Linked DNA regions of Mus musculus: all the other regions are linked to region 1. The links are chromatin contacts, called in public HiChIP or PLAC-seq, Micro-C and promoter capture Hi-C maps. All regions are on one chromosome and are shown on one strand. Each heading gives the region's core, a stretch centred on a gene start, on an enhancer-like site or on the middle of the called end of the contact. The rest is flanking DNA. Distances are from core to core; before and after follow the strand shown.

The links. Promoter capture Hi-C pulls out the DNA fragments that hold promoters and counts their contacts. Hi-C and Micro-C count contacts between places; a contact is called where the count stands out from the background. HiChIP or PLAC-seq counts read pairs in DNA pulled down with a chosen protein or histone mark.
Region 2: a Micro-C map of embryonic stem cells shows a contact between it and region 1, with 2.1 times the contacts expected there. The contact joins the promoter of E530011L22Rik here to the promoter of Ulk4 in region 1. A contact is called at or near these places in 1 of 39 promoter capture datasets (pre-B cells), 4 of 484 Hi-C or Micro-C datasets (the G1E-ER4 cell line, embryonic stem cells and muscle stem cells) and 1 of 9 other capture datasets (adipose tissue).
Region 3: a promoter capture Hi-C map of pre-B cells shows a contact between it and region 1. The contact joins the promoter of Nktr here to the promoter of Ulk4 in region 1. A contact is called at or near these places in 4 of 39 promoter capture datasets (embryonic stem cells, erythroid cells, neural stem cells and 1 more), 1 of 484 Hi-C or Micro-C datasets (CD8 T cells), 7 of 115 datasets of contacts at active chromatin or transcription factors (bone marrow-derived macrophages, embryonic stem cells, extraembryonic endoderm stem cells and 2 more) and 2 of 9 other capture datasets (adipose tissue and liver).
Region 4: a contact with region 1 is called in an H3K4me3 HiChIP or PLAC-seq map of stem cell-derived neural progenitor cells, with 15 read pairs. The contact joins the enhancer-like site here to the promoter of Ulk4 in region 1. A contact is called at or near these places in 5 of 484 Hi-C or Micro-C datasets (B cells, the C2C12 cell line, CD4 T cells and 1 more) and 7 of 115 datasets of contacts at active chromatin or transcription factors (embryonic stem cells, forebrain, large pre-B cells and 3 more).
Region 5: a contact with region 1 is called in an H3K4me3 HiChIP or PLAC-seq map of embryonic stem cells, with 14 read pairs. The contact joins the promoter of Vipr1 here to the promoter of Ulk4 in region 1. A contact is called at or near these places in 4 of 39 promoter capture datasets (embryonic stem cells, hippocampal neurons, liver and 1 more), 3 of 484 Hi-C or Micro-C datasets (all in embryonic stem cells), 3 of 115 datasets of contacts at active chromatin or transcription factors (bone marrow-derived macrophages and embryonic stem cells) and 3 of 9 other capture datasets (adipose tissue, embryonic stem cells and liver).

The regions. Positions count from the first base shown.
Region 1 is chr9:121,275,690-121,278,524 of GRCm38.p6, forward strand. It overlaps Ulk4 (unc-51-like kinase 4), which reads right to left and starts at 1,483. Exons shown (of 37, transcript NM_177589.3): 1 at 1,371-1,483. It overlaps Gm34655 (a long non-coding RNA gene), which reads left to right and starts at 2,058. Exons shown (of 2, transcript XR_003948091.1): 1 at 2,058-2,277.
Region 2 is chr9:121,758,488-121,761,322 of GRCm38.p6, forward strand. It overlaps E530011L22Rik (RIKEN cDNA E530011L22 gene), which reads right to left and starts at 1,456. Exons shown (of 1, transcript NR_033503.1): 1 at 1-1,456. It overlaps Zfp651 (zinc finger protein 651), which reads left to right and starts at 1,546. Exons shown (of 6, transcript NM_001166644.1): 1 at 1,546-1,738. The coding sequence starts at 1,736.
Region 3 is chr9:121,717,688-121,720,522 of GRCm38.p6, forward strand. It overlaps Nktr (natural killer tumor recognition sequence), which reads left to right and starts at 1,494. Exons shown (of 17, transcript NM_010918.2): 1 at 1,494-1,608; 2 at 1,772-1,858. The coding sequence starts at 1,801.
Region 4 is chr9:121,673,735-121,676,569 of GRCm38.p6, forward strand. No RefSeq gene overlaps it. Among named protein-coding and RNA genes, the nearest start is that of Sec22c, 30 kb to the right of the region's middle. Within about 2 kb of position 1,442, at least 84 of the 459 cell types and tissues checked have an H3K27ac peak or open chromatin away from gene starts, as enhancers often do. A contact at or near this core is called in B cells, the G1E-ER4 cell line and pro-B cells, where this site is marked.
Region 5 is chr9:121,641,342-121,644,176 of GRCm38.p6, forward strand. It overlaps Vipr1 (vasoactive intestinal peptide receptor 1), which reads left to right and starts at 1,375. Exons shown (of 13, transcript NM_011703.4): 1 at 1,375-1,585. The coding sequence starts at 1,508. It also overlaps a transcript of Lyzl4 not described here.

The sequences.
Region 1 (2,835 bases), core at 233-2,732:
CAGGCTCTTGTGTTTTACAGTAAACCATAGGACATCAACATGGAGCATTCTCAAAAGTCAAATAGAATCGCCTACATGTCCAGTCATGCTACTCCTGTGTTCACAGACACACACACACACACACACACACACACACACACATGCACATACATGCACATGAACATCCAAAGGCAGCTCAGGCAGCATACACAGGGATACTTGGCATCTCTCAGAGCGCCACTCAGCTGTCAGGAAGAGTGGAATTACATCATTTTCAGGAAGATGAATTGAGTCAAAGTCATTGCGGTGATGCTATGAGGTAAGCCAGAGCCAGGCAGACAAACACTACATTATCTCTCTCTGGCAAAATTGAGTGGGAATATACAAAATAGTATATAACCTAGATTTAAACATATATCATATATGAGGAACGGGAGTAAACAGAGGACTACAGGGAAGAAAAATGAGCCTAAAGGGAGGAGAGGCAGGAACAAAGGGTCACGGGAGGCAGTAACGACACAACACCATGTTTCCTCTCATGCAAAATCAAGACATAAAAGTAGGTCCTGTGAAGCCACAAGACAACTATGAGAGGATGAGAAAGAGGACAAGCAGGAGGGGGTAAGAAGAGCAGAGGAAGATAGTGAGGGGCAGACATAAGGAAAACACAAAGACAGACATATAGGAAAATGTCGTAGTGAAGCCCTGAAACTGTATGATAGCTTAAGATGTCATTGTTACAAAAGAACATGGGGCTGAGAAGACGGTTCACCTGGTTAAGTGTTTACTCTGCAAGCCTGAGGACTTGAGTTCAAATACTCAACACACACATAGAAACCCAGTAATCCCAGCTTTGAAGGGCCTACACGGGAGAACCCCAGGAGCTCACTGGCAGGCTAGTCTAGTCTCAACAACCAGCCTCGGGCAGGGGAAAAAGACCTTGTCTCTAGGCAAAAGGCAGACAGGCCAGAGGAAGACACTCAACACCCTTCTCTGCCTGCACACACAGGAGCATCCACCAGTACACTCACATGCATGCGCGCACACTCTCTCACATGTGCAAGAAACCTTGTCAAAACTATCAGTGGACAGAGAGATGGCTCAGCCATTAAGAATACATACTGCTCTTGCAGAGGATCTGAGTTCTGTTCCCAGCACCCACTCCGGGTGGCTCACAACTACCTGTAACTCCAGCTCGAGGAAATCCAACACCATCTTCTGGCTTCCGCAAACACTCAACATGTGCACACGCACGTAAATAAACTTTTTTTTTTTTTTTTTTAAATAAGACTTTAGATAAGTTGCTGTCCTGGGGGAAGTGGTCGCGCCTCTGAGGAGGATGAAGCGGGTCAGAGATGTAACCAGGAATGGAGCCGCAGCTGCCCACCCACCTGCACGATGGTGGGGGACCCGAGTTGCACGCGCTCTGCCTTGCCACGGCGAGGCCACAGCTTGGACAGAGGAAACCGAGGCACCCGAAGACCTGGCCAACTCCCCTGGACGCGTGGGTGAGCCCTCTGCGTCACCATGACAACCTGCGAGACGCGGGGGGGAAAAAGAGCGGGACTTTGATTGGCTGATCGCTACCCAGAAGAACCCGGAAGTGAGCGAGTTTGCGCGCCCATCCAGCGACACTAAGGACCCCACGCCACTTCGAACATGATCTCGCTGGCCTAAGGGGACACTGGAAACTGGAAAGAGACCGGAATCGTGGGCAGTTCTCAGGTTTGCCCGGCGAGCATCCCTCGGTATTTGAAAGCCGCCATCCCATCTCCATGGCAACACAAGGACGGCCGGAAAAGACCCGGATGCTGCCTGGTTGAGCGCTTCCGGCGCTGTGGGCTGGGGCCGGAAATGAGAATCTTTGAGTACACCTAAGTGGCCTTGGGCACTCTAAAGCCAGTGCATCCTTTCTAGAAAGAGGTGGGAGAGATGGCGAGACTCACACAGCCCCACTGCAGGCCCTGCTTGGCGTTTACACGCCCCCTCGTCTCCATGACAGCAATAGGACGCCGGCGATGCAGGGCGCTGATTGGCTGAGATTAGGAGGCATGGACCGGAAGTGGCCGGAGATTGGCGTGGCTAGAGCCAGTCCCCTCCCCATCTGCGCGCCGATGCCTCTGAGCCTCCTCAGGAAACTTCTCGGTCTGGAGCCCGTTGGTCACTGCAGGCTCAGCGGACCGAGGTTAGGACGGATCGGCCTCTCTAGTCAGAGCGTGCAGTGGTGATCAGATCCCACCGGGAAGGCAGCATAATCGCGTGGTCCCAGCCTTCAAGCTGCCTGCGCCGCACATCTTGGTGGGTGGGACTTAAAGTCTTTCACGTCTGCCTGGTCCCAGAGCGTCACAGCTTTAGCTGTTTTGCTGTGTTTCCTTCTTAAACAGGGTTTCACGCTGTAGCCCAGGTTGGCCTCCAACTGGAGTCCTCCAACTTCCATTCTGATGTGAGAGCAGGCTGACAGTATCTATGGAAGGAAGAAAGCCCAACTCAGTTGACCAGAATCGGGCTAGAGATGGGGCTAAAGTTCCTTTTCTAGGTGGGGTGTGGCGGTGGGGAGATAGGACCCTACGTTTCTTGTTTTGTTTTGTTTTTTCGAGACAGCGTTTCTCTGTGTAGCCATGGCTGTCCTGGAACTCACTTTGTAGACCAGCCTGGCCTCGAACTCAGAAATCCGCCTGCCTCTGCCTCCCAAGTGCTGGGATTAAAGGCGTGCGCCACCACTGCCCGGCGGACCCCAAGTTTCTAAGGATAAACCAAGGTATAATTCCACCACAGCTCATGCGAGGGAACCAATGAATTTGTTAGGCTTACATACAGAGCCCGGATGAGGGCTTACAGACAGAAGCACTGCAAACC
Region 2 (2,835 bases), core at 206-2,705, 480 kb after region 1:
TCTTGTCCCTCCAGTTGGCTGTACCCCATGTCCAGACCACTCAGTTCTGCAGCCATGAACACAACGGGGCTTCTGGCTTTTGCAGCTGTTGCCAGTGACAAGCCCAGTGTGCCCTCTTGCCCTCAGTCGGAGTTCAGAGAACCCAAATGAGACAGCAGGGGGTGGGGTAGGGGTGTCACTCCTTTACCTTAGCCAAGGCCAGTACCAGCTTCTTCCAACCTCCCAGCACAGCGTCTACATGTTTTCTCTCTCTGCGGGACTCTCCTTGTCCACCCAGTAGGTAGACAGCCCTGCCCTTCCCACCTCCCAGGTCAGTGCAGCAATCAACTGGGTCAGACGAGAAACTTGGGTTTTGGGAAGTGTAGGAGACATCATCGGTAATTGACAGGTTCACAGCTTCAGCCTAGAGCCTCAGATTCGGGAACCCAGGTAGGGGCATGCCCTGCGCATGTGAAGGAAGGGGCTCTCCTCACTGTCCCTACCTTTCTTCACCTACTCAGCTTCCTTGCTCAGGGGTAGTCAGCCCATGTCCAGTGAGAGATCCTTGCATTCTGAGGGGACAGACCTTCGACTATTTGATGACACCTGCTTGGCTCCAGAGAAAGAGCTACAGCACACCATGAGGAAGGCGCACACCCAAGGAGACTGCTATGGCTGGAGTGGAATGGCCCGGCTGGAGCAGTGTTGGGAGAGTGACTAGGCTGAACAGTGGGTAGGGGTGCGGGGCGTCCGAAGGAGAGACCACGGTGGTAGTCCGTAGTCCCGCCCTGCTGTCGCTCGGCCTGGCAGCGTTCCTTCGCAGCCTCCTGCCAGCACAGCCAGCCCCCTGCCCCCACGGAGCCGGTGCCAGAGCAGCGTTCCGCAAGCCGAGCTGCATCTTCCCAGCGCCGAGGCTGCGCGGAGGGCCCCTCGGCCGGGCCTGGGCCTCTGGCCCCCACCCGGCTGTTCCAGGTAGGTCATCTGAAAGGCTTCCGTCGTTGCGGCGGTTGCTCGGAGGTTCTGCAGCCAGAGGCCCCCAGGTAGGTTCGGGAGACTCAGAGCAAAACGCGTGGGAGGCCGGAGCAGCTACAGACCCCAGACTCACCCCCAAGTCGGAGCAGCCGGAGTCACAGGGGGCGGGAGATGAGCGCGGCTGGGGTACGGGTCCATCAGAGTCGCCTGGCTCAGGGGAGCAGGTGGGTCGGGGGGCGGCGCGCTCTGCTCAGCGACCTCACGCCTACCCTGGCCCCGCCCATGCAGAGCAGCGGGAGGACACCCGGGTTAGACTCCCGGACGAACTTCCCAGCAAAGAAGGGCAGAGAGGGACTTCGCGCGGGAGGGTGGGATCGAGCGGTCCAAACGCTCCCACGTCACCAGCCGGGTCGGTCCGGGGACCCCGAGGCTCTCCCGAGGGCAGCTGCATCGAGACGGCGCGCGTCCGCGCCCCCAGCCAGCACGCAGGGCGGCCTGGCCCTTTAAGCGTCCAGACGGCGGCCCCAGCTGACGCGCGGGCTCCAATCGGCGCCCCGCGCCCCCCGCCCGCCGCGCCCGAGGCTCCCGGGCCGCAGCTGCTCGGCCGGGACTTGCCGCGGCCCTGCGCCTCCGCCCGCCCGGCCGGCCGCGCCCCCGGGGCCATGGTCGCGGGGCCCTGCGCAGGGGCGGCCCCCAGCGCGGCGCTTCATGGAGCGGCCCGGGCCCGGCCCTCGGGGGCAGCGCGATCCTGCGGGGCCCTGTGAGCTCCCAGCGCCGCGGCACCATGGTACGCAGGGCCCTGCCTGTCCCCCCGCTTATCCGCCCACCTGCGAGCGCCTCCTTTCAGAGCGCACGGCCCCTTGGGACCCGGTGCAGGGTCTGGAAGACCTGGCCCCTCCCCCGGGGTCCTCGACCCTATCTGTCCGGTGTGCAGGGCCCAGAGTGCGGCGCGGCGGCGCGGCTCAGGGGTGAAATTCCTGGGGTGGGGGGTGCAAACGCGAAAGGCCGAGGTCTTGCTGCGCACGGGCGGAGGGGGGAGCTTCTCTGCGTCCGGACGGCGCCGCCCCGGGGCTGGTAATGGGGGGAAAAGGGGGAGTCGGATTCCCGCCCGGGCCTTGGGCCACGTGGGCGCTGCAGCCGCTCTGCCGGAGACTAGGATGGATCGCTCCATAGGCGGGGGGCGCCCACAGCTGGAGTGGAAACTCCTGTGTGACCTTGGGCCGGTCCCCTGCCGTCTCTGAGCCTGTTTCCCAGGCCTCTCCAAAGAAAGCATCCAGAAGTCATGAGCCTGTACCCCTGCCGCCGGGGTTTCACCAGATGGCCTTTGGGAGGCAAAAGCTTGGTGGCCTCTGCAGGTGTCCCTCTGGGGGAGGGCTGCGATGCAGCTGGTGTACCCAGGTGTTGAGAAGCCTCCTCAGCTTCAAGGAGCCGGAAGCATCTGGCCAGAGGCTACACAGCTGGTGGGCACTGATCCGGAAGGGGCCCTGCCACTGGCTGGCAGCATCTCTGGTCCATGGCTGGGGAGGCTGCAATGTGACTTTAGGGATGCCTGGGTTTCTGCCAGGCTCAAGTGGCCCTGCCCAAGCAGGAGGTCCCTGGGGAAGCTTTGTAAAGGGAAAAACGGGGACCCCAAGCCTGGAATAAGTGGTGCCATGGGGGGGCCTTTCCCTGCCACCGTCCACCCCCCAGTAGTACAGACACCAGGACCTGCAGGTGCAATGACTGGGAAGGAGGCAGGACCAGAGGGTGTGGTGACTGTGTCTGGATGCTTAGGTGGTTCTCACACCTCATGCTTCCACCCACCTCACTTCCAGGACTCTCCAACTGCCTGTCTGAAGTGTACCAGGCAGAAGGGAAGGGTGCTGGAGTGGCAGGATGGCCACA
Region 3 (2,835 bases), core at 244-2,743, 440 kb after region 1:
TGCTGTCCTGGCTACCTCCCTTGGGTGTACCCCAGATATGGACTGTTTTTTCTGGCTGTGTGCTCATCCTTTGCCTCCCCCCATGGGGGCTTCCTCTCTCCCATTCCTCCTTCTACACTTGGTCTCTCTTTTCTCCTTACTCTTCCCACCCAGGTAACTCAAAATCCACCTACCTCGAATCCCTCCAGTAATTGGCTGTAGCCAATTTTATTTAACCAACAGTTTTAAATTAAGGAACAAGGTACAAAAGCTTGGAAAGACGGTAAGTCACTCGTAGGTTTAGGTTTTTGGATATGGAATTTTGCTTTATGTAACAGACCCAACCTCAACACTGATTGTGATTAAAATTTTCTACAACAGCACATTTTTTAAAAAAGATTTATTTATTATATGTAAGTACACTGTAGCTGTCTTCAGACACTCCAGAAGAGGGCATCAGATTTCATTATGGATGGTTGTGAGCCACCATGTGGTTGCTGGGATTTGAACTCGGGACCTTCAGAAGAGCAGTCGGCGCTCTTAACCACTGAGCCATCTCGCCAGCCCCAACAGCACATTCTTATTGTGTACCTTTTGTTTTGAGACAGGATCTACCTAGCCCTGACTGGCCAGGAAGACAATATGTAGAACTGACTGACCTCAGACTGAGAGCCACCTACCTCTGCCTCTCGAGCCGCTGGGATTAAAGGCTGTGTATTATTGCTCACAGACTTTCCTTTTGTAAGGTTTTACTTTCTGTTTTGCCTGCATGTATGTCTGGGCACCATGTGCATGCTTGGTGTCCACGGAGGTCAGGGGAGCGCGATGGAAACCCTGAAACGAGATGGTTGTAAGCCACCATGCGGTTATTGAGCTGGGCTTTGAACCAGGTCCAATGCAAAAGCGGCCTCTAGACCATCTTAACTGCTAGACCATCGCTCCTGTCAACTGGTTTGGTTTCTTCACAGGTCTCAGGTATCTCAGGCTGACCTTGAACTTCTGAATCTCCTGCCTTTACCCACCAAGCGCTGGTGCGCAGGTGTAAACGCTACGGTTTGTGTTTTGCTTCGGGGTTTTGTTGTTGCCTTGATTTTTGTTTCCTTTCGTTGTATTTCTGAGAAAGCCTCAAGTGACCCAGGCTGGCCTCGAGCCGGCGGCCAGCCTCGTCTCACCCTGGCGGGCAAGGGAGGCACATCTGGCTCCATCTGGTCCTCGATTCTTTTAACGCGAGACAAACAGCGTGACCGCATCAACCACGAGAGAGAACAGGTCACCCGCCACGTCGGCCGGAAGCCTGGGATTCACCCTGCGTTCATCCACTGGCCACGCAATCAGAAATCTCGCGGTGCTGCATGAGTGAGCCGTGGTTGACAGCTCGCACACGTCTGCGCACTCGGGATTGGACAGGGGATCCTGAGGGGCGGGGCACGAGAGCCCTGGCGCGGACCGCCTACTCCGACCCCACACCCCGCTCGGCGGCGAGACGAACTCTCGCGACGCTTGCGTCCGGCCTCGCGAGCTCTGGCGTGGCGCTCGCCGGCTGGCCCTCACGGGGAAGAGGTGGCGTTCCGTTGGTGACGTTAGGCTCCGGCGGCGCCGGCAGGGCGTTCTCCGGAGCTGTGCGGCCAGGTGAGAAGCTCGACGGGAGCGCGGGTAGCCGCGGCTGGGGTGGGCGGGCGGGCGGGTGGGCAGGGTGGGGCGGCCTCTCGTCGGCCGCGTCCCTGTCAGGCGGGCCGGGCCCCGCCCCGCCCGGCCGCCCGCCTGCCCTCAGCGCCCTCCTCCCTGTCCGCAGCTCGCCGCCGTCCCGCTGCTGCGCTCGCGATGGGCGCCCAGGACCGGCCGCAGTGTCACTTCGACATCGAGATCAACCGGGAACCGGGTGAGCGGGGCGGGCCCCTCTGTGGGCCCGGGTCGGGGTGGAAGTGGACGCGGCGGAGCCGGAGCCGGAGCCGGGCGGGGGCGGGGCGGGGCGGGCTCGGCCGGCCAGAGCTGCGGAGCCGCCGCGGTCACGAGCCGGCCAGCTGCCCTCCGCTGTCCCTCGGGAGCCTTCCCGAGAATGTACTGGCTCCGGGAGACGTGGCTGGAGAGGAGAGACTGAAGGGCTTGTGCGGGTTCTGTAGCCCCGGGATTGCTCCTAGGCTGCGGCCGCGATGTTTGGTTTTTTTTTTTTTTTTTTTGGAAGTCCAGTGTGCAGCCATTCATTAATCCCGAGGCGTCGACGTCTCTGTGTGCAGAGAGGTGGCTGCTGCACACATCGGTGCGCACACATGTAAAGGTCGCGTGTGTATCGAGCAGGAACATGTGTACGGATGCGCGGTTCTCAACCGACAGGGATCTTAACTGGAGGTGTGTGGTGTGCGCCACGTCTTAGGTCGCAGTGGACTCGCAGGAGAGCTGCTTGTCCTGGGCTCTGGAAGGGCAGCAGTGACTAAAGCAGGGCTGCTGCTTCTTTTATGTTGACGTCCTGGGGGAAAGAGGCAGGAAGTGAAGGGGTAAAAACCGCATTCCCTCCAGTAGTGCTGTTTTAGTCAGGCGGTGAGCGAGAAAGGCCATCTTGAGAAGATGACATTTGAGTAGGTGCGAAGCCGAACCTGTGGAGGGACGCCTTTGAGAACTGTGCTTGGTAGTGGCAGCCAACGGTTAGCTTGGGTTCTGAGACAGCGCTTGTGTTTCTTGAGGGAAAGCGAAGGTCCCGGTCTGGCTGGAGTAGAGGGAACAGAATAAGGAAAACTCAGGCTCTAGGATAAAAGGAAGACGGTGACGGTTCTGAACAAAGGATTGGAGCGATCTTAAACGTTCTGTTTTTCTCATCTAACATTTCGACCCTGACTGTAGCTGCAGTTTATTTAGCATTTA
Region 4 (2,835 bases), core at 192-2,691, 400 kb after region 1:
GTGTTGATTTGATTTGGGTAAAGTGTTTTGTCACAACCACAGAAAGCAAACTAGGACAGACAAGCTTCCATAAAGCAAGTTGATTCATTTTTTAAATCTAGCTCGGTCTCCTTTTGTGGCTCTCTGGGGACATGTGTGGTCTTTGGCTGCCTTCACTTGAGTTGCTTGGTTTATGTGCCTTAGAGCTGAAGACACGGAGCCAGCCATGGCTCAGGGCGGGGACAGGCTTTGGGCATTTTATGCAGAATGAGAGGCAATGGTTGGGGGCAGGTCAGGGAACACTTCTAGACTTGTGGACGGCGCCCCCAACCCCAGAAAATCCCTTCCAATTTCCCTGTTGCTCATCTATTAAACTAGTAGCAAGAAAGCTCTGTGACCAGCCAGAGCCTGCCAGTGGCCACCATACAGCAGCAAGAACTGTCTTCCCCTTCCTGGGGCCATCCAGTCATCGCCAAAGCTTCTCTCTAGGAGAATCCAGGATGCAGAATCTGGGAGGCGTTCCTGGAGCCTTCCAGACCTGACCGCACACAGGACCACAGAGGGGTCTGGAGAAAAGGCAGGATGCCGCAGTGTGGTGGCTTTACAGTACACATACTCCACAGGGAAGTGAGGAAGGTCTATGGCCAGGAAGCAGGAGCGAAGGTTGGAAGTGGAGAAAGACTAACGGAGCCGGCCACCCATAGAGCGACTGGGATTCTGAGGAGCTGGCAGAGCATGCCTGAGGGGCAGAAAAGAAGTGTCAGCCATGACTGTCTTTGCCGTTGCCCAAGGTTCGATTAATTACTCCACTGTTGCTGCAGTAAAACAGATGACCAAAGTAACTTAACGAGGGAGAGAGCCTGGCTTGATGTTTTAGAAGGGAGGAGAGGAGGCTGGAGAGACAGACAGCTCAGCAGTTAAGAACACTTGCTCAGAAGAGGTCCTGCGTTCAGTCCCCAGCACTCACACAGGCTGCTCACAGCTGCCTGTAAGTCCAGTTCTAAGGAGATTTGATGCCCTTTTCTGGTCTCCGCAGGTATCTACGCACACGTGGGATTCACTTAGACACACATATACATAACTAAATCACGTAAAAATATTTTTAAGGGGCTGGAGAGATGGCTCAGAGGTTAAGAGCACTGACTGCTCTTCCAGAGGTCCTGAGTTCAATCCCCAGCAACCACATGGTGGCTCACAACCATCTGAAATGGGATCCAATGTCCTCTTCTGGTGTGTCTGAAGACAGCAACAGTGTACTCATATAAATAAAAATAAATAAATCTTTTAAAAAATATATTTTTAAAATAAGAAATAGAGTTTATCACATCCGGGAAGGCATGAGGACTGGAGCGGGAGGCAGTTGGTTGTTAATCACGAGGAAGCAAAGAGATGACAGGAAGTGGTGCAAGGTTTCAACCCACAAGTGTCACCCCCTGTGACCCACTTCCTCCCAAGAGGCCCTACTTCTTAAACACCTTCCAAACAGTGTCATCAGCTGGGGACAAAGTGCTCAAATGCACAAGGCTCTGGAGGACAGTTCATGGTCAAGCGAGCACCGCCTGCACAAGAGGCTGGCGGGTCCCTCCTGGCGCCTGATGCTCTCCACATGGCATTGCTGTGGAAACTGAAGGAAGAGGTGGGTAGGTGGACACGAGGCAGAGCCCGTTGAGGTGTCTGTCTAAACAGAAAAGAACCTGGCACTGAGTAAGGGGTCTTTGAGGGCATTCACCAGCCTTTGTATACAAGATTGTGGCCGTAAGCAGGGCAGTGGTGGCGCACGCCTTTAATCCCAGCCCCTGGGAGGCAGAGGCAGGCGGATTTCTGAGTTCGAGGCCAGCCTGGTCTACATACAGAGTGAGTTCCAGGACAGCCAGGGCTACACAGAGAAACCCTGTCTCAAAAAAAAAAAAAAAAAAAAGCAACCCCCCCCCCAAATTGTGGCCATTAATCACAGCCTGTTCTTTTGACAGGCTCTGGCTGAGCCACCTCCTCTGGGGAACTCCAGTTCCCCTCAGTCTCGGCCTTGCCTCTTTCTATAACCAGGTGTGAGCTGTTTTACCACAGCTTCTAGAGTGGACCCCACCATGCACCAGGTAGCTCCTGCATGAACCTACAAGACCCAGTTTGCTCATGCGCTGTGGCTGTCTGGAGGCTCCAGGCCTCTGGGGCTCCTCTGGGGCTCCTCTGGGGGCTGATGGGCCAGATGATGTTCATGGAGCCAGGCTTTTCCTCCTTTTCTCTCTTTTTAAGGGGACGGGGGGTGGGGATCAGAAAGATCTTATGTAACCCAGGCTGGCCTTGAACTCACTACGTATGAGGTCGACCTTGAACCTCCTGCTTCTATCTCCAGGGTGCTAACTAATATAACAGGTGTGCACCACCACGCCCTGTGTATGCTGTGGTGGGAATCAAACTCAGGGCTTCAGGCATGCTAGGCAAACATGTCTACCAACTGAGCTGCCTCCTCCCACCATTTACAAAATCTTAATATGAACTTTTTGGAAAGGGGATCTGACTAGGCAGCCAAGGTTAGCCTTGACCTTGAATCATCATGCCCAGCTTCCCAAGAGCTAGGCTTTCTGTGGTGCACCAAACTTACCTTCACTCAAATCCTCTTCTATTCAATCTGTAGCTTCCTTTGTCCCTGGAGGCTGCTGGGCTGGAGGAGGGGCTCTTGTTTTGATGGGGAGCGGGGGATGGGGTGGGGAGGGGGCAATACTCCTCTTTATTGGTTTTCAGTTCCCCCCTCAAGATGTTCCAGGTCATGAGACAGGGTGGCCTGTGTCGGAGTTCCCTCTTTCCTTCCCGGCAGTTCTGCACCATCTTTTCCCCACGTCTTCTGGAGATAGAAGTCCC
Region 5 (2,835 bases), core at 125-2,624, 370 kb after region 1:
CACAGTGACTCCCGAAATCCTAGCCCTGAAGCACTGAATGGCAACTACTAAACAGCTCCCTCTTCTGACACCCCATAACTGGAGAAAGGCCTGTGACAACTAGCCCATTCTCTATCCGGAAGCAGAAATTGCAGGGAGTGCCTCTTACCTCCTATGCCCTGGTGCGTAGTAGAGGCCTGGCTCAGGCTCAGGCTCAGGCTCAGGGGGAGAGAGAACAAGGGAAGTGCGGTAGACTAGGAAGGAGAGGAAGGAGGAAGGCCAGGGGTTTGCTTCCAGACTTTTCTGTAACCGACCTCAAGGCCACGCCCACAGCGTTAGTTTCCCACGTTGCAGGTTGGGAAGGCTGGAGAATCCTCGGGAAATTCCCGCGCTCCTGCTGGCCAGAAAGCGCCCGGAGAGCGACTTCCTTCAAATGGATCGCACACCCTACTTCGCGCAGGGACACGCGGCCCTCTGCAACTCCGCCCCTCCTCCCACCTTCTATCCCACCGCGCCATCAGCCCCCCACATCACCTTCTCACCATGATCACTCGAGCTCTTGGAAAGTCATCTGCACGGGTTCCCTAAGACGTAGCGCGAAGGGCTCTGAGTCGGTAACCCCGCGCCCCACGCTAGCACCGAATAATCCGAGCCCTAAAGACAAGCTTCGGAGGGAGAGCAGCCTCAGATCACCCGCTACCGGCCCGCCCGATCTTGGAGACACAGCGCGGGACACTGGCACCCTGATCCTAGTCCCTGGGGACTCCGGGAAGACCGGTCTGTGGGCAGCCTGGGCCCAAGAAAGGGTACAGGCTTTGGTCCCCGCGCGGGGGCGCTGGAACATTGACTTCTCGTCCCTCACGAGCTGCGCCGGCCAAGTCGTGTCCAGCTCTGAGTGCACCCTGCCCTGGGCGGCCAAGAGGAACCCCCAGTTGGGACTCCCCGACCCCGGCTGCGCCCCCTCGGCTTCTCCCTTGTCGCAGATGGTTCCAACAGCGTGATCCGCTGGACCCCATCGGAGGCCAGCCTTCAGCCCTGGAAAGCTGTGGCCCTTCTAGTCCAAGAATTTGGGCTGCAAGCCGACGTGGAAACCGGGGAGCCGGCAGCTAAACTCCCTGGAGCCGAAGACTGGAGGAGCTCACTGCCAGGGGCCGAGGGCGCAGCCGGGGTTGAGAGAGAAAGGTGCGGGCGCGGGGAACACTGGGCGGTGTTGAGCCCAGCGTCCCCGCATCGGAGAGCCGAGAGGATGCTCGCTAGCTAGCAGCTCCCGACGACGCGCACCTCTAGCGGGACTCTGTGCTCACGCCCCCGGGGGCCCCGGCTCCGCCCCCTACCTGCGCCGAGGTACCGCCTCCGCCGTGCCATTGGCTAACCCCGCCGCCCGTCAGACGAGCCCCCGCCGCCCTCCCCTAGCCTGGAGCTGTGCCTCATAGCGCCCGGGCCGCTGGCCCGCGCCACTCTCCCGCGCTGCGTTAGCCACAGACCCCGTAGGCGCTCTCGGCTGCCTGCCGCGGGCTCAGGGCGGACCATGCGCCCTCCGAGCCTACCGCCTGCCCGCTGGCTCTGCGTGCTGGCAGGAGCCCTCGCCTGCGCCCTCGGACCCGCGGTGAGTGTGTGCCCCTCCACCCAGATCCCACGGATGGGGGAACTGCGGGGGCAGCGTATCCGGGACCATCTGGCCATCGGGGGGCAGCAGGAGCGCGGTTCTCGTCTTCTCTCTTCTGTAGCCCAGAGGCGTGGGAGCTCGGTAGCGGCGGGTCCCTCTTAGCTCATCTTAGAGCGCTCACCGCGAAGTGATCCCAATCAGCGATGAAGAGGTTGGGGGCGAGAGGGAGCCCCAGACTTGCCTTGCGATGAGTGCCTGTGGGGGTACGTGGGGAGGAGAACTGTGGGTGGCACGATCGAGTGAGATGGGAGATCCTGTAGACTGTCGGGTGGGAAGGAGGCTGTGTCTGGAAGCCTCTCTGGGTATTTTGAGAACTTGTGCGATGAAGACAGCACAGCATCAGACCTTAGTGCCTGTACCCTGGGGAGGGGTCCTTGGGATCTGGTGAGAATTTCATTCTGTGCTCTTTATCCTCTAACTATAGGCTGATGGTGGGCAGGTAAAAGCATGTATTGGGAAAAGCAGGGGGGCTTGCTCTACCTTAGACCTCGGCTTCCTCCCACACAGACATGTGTGTGGGTGTGCTCCTGTGGCTGTGACAGACTCACCAGGGTCATGGGGCAGACACCTGGTCACCTCCTCTGAGACTAAGAAAGACCTCAAGACTCAGAGACCCCCTAAACCCATTTTACAGAAGGGCAAAATGAGGCCACAGGAGCCACACCTGTCCCTGCCAGCCACACTTGGACAGAGGTGATCTTCCCTTCCCTTGCTCTAGGTCTGTGGAGCTGTTGCTTCAAGATTGTCTTTTCCTTAGTGGATTCTGGTCTGGAACAAGTGGGCTGCCTGGAGGAAGTGGGGAATCTTGGTCGGTCACCTTAGTGCAGTCTATCCCGTGGTCCCTCCCTAATCACAACCTTTCCCAGGGCAGGGATCAGGACATGAATCTGTTTCCTCCTAGCTGGTGTCTGGCACACCCTGCTCTGGAAAATCTCACCACCCCCCCAACCCCTTCCGGAGAAGGTGCTGCTCTCTGAGAATTGGACAGTGTTGCCCCCTTCCTCCTGTTTACAGCCCCTCCCCACACTCCAAGCTTCATCAGACTCTGGCCCTCAGTGTCACAGACCACACTAGCAGCCCTCCAACTTCCCCAACTCTGTGTCCTGGCTACTCCATTTTGGATAAGCCAGGGGTTTTTGGACCACTGGAGGCCTCTGGCCCCAGGTACCATCCATCTAGAAACAGATTGA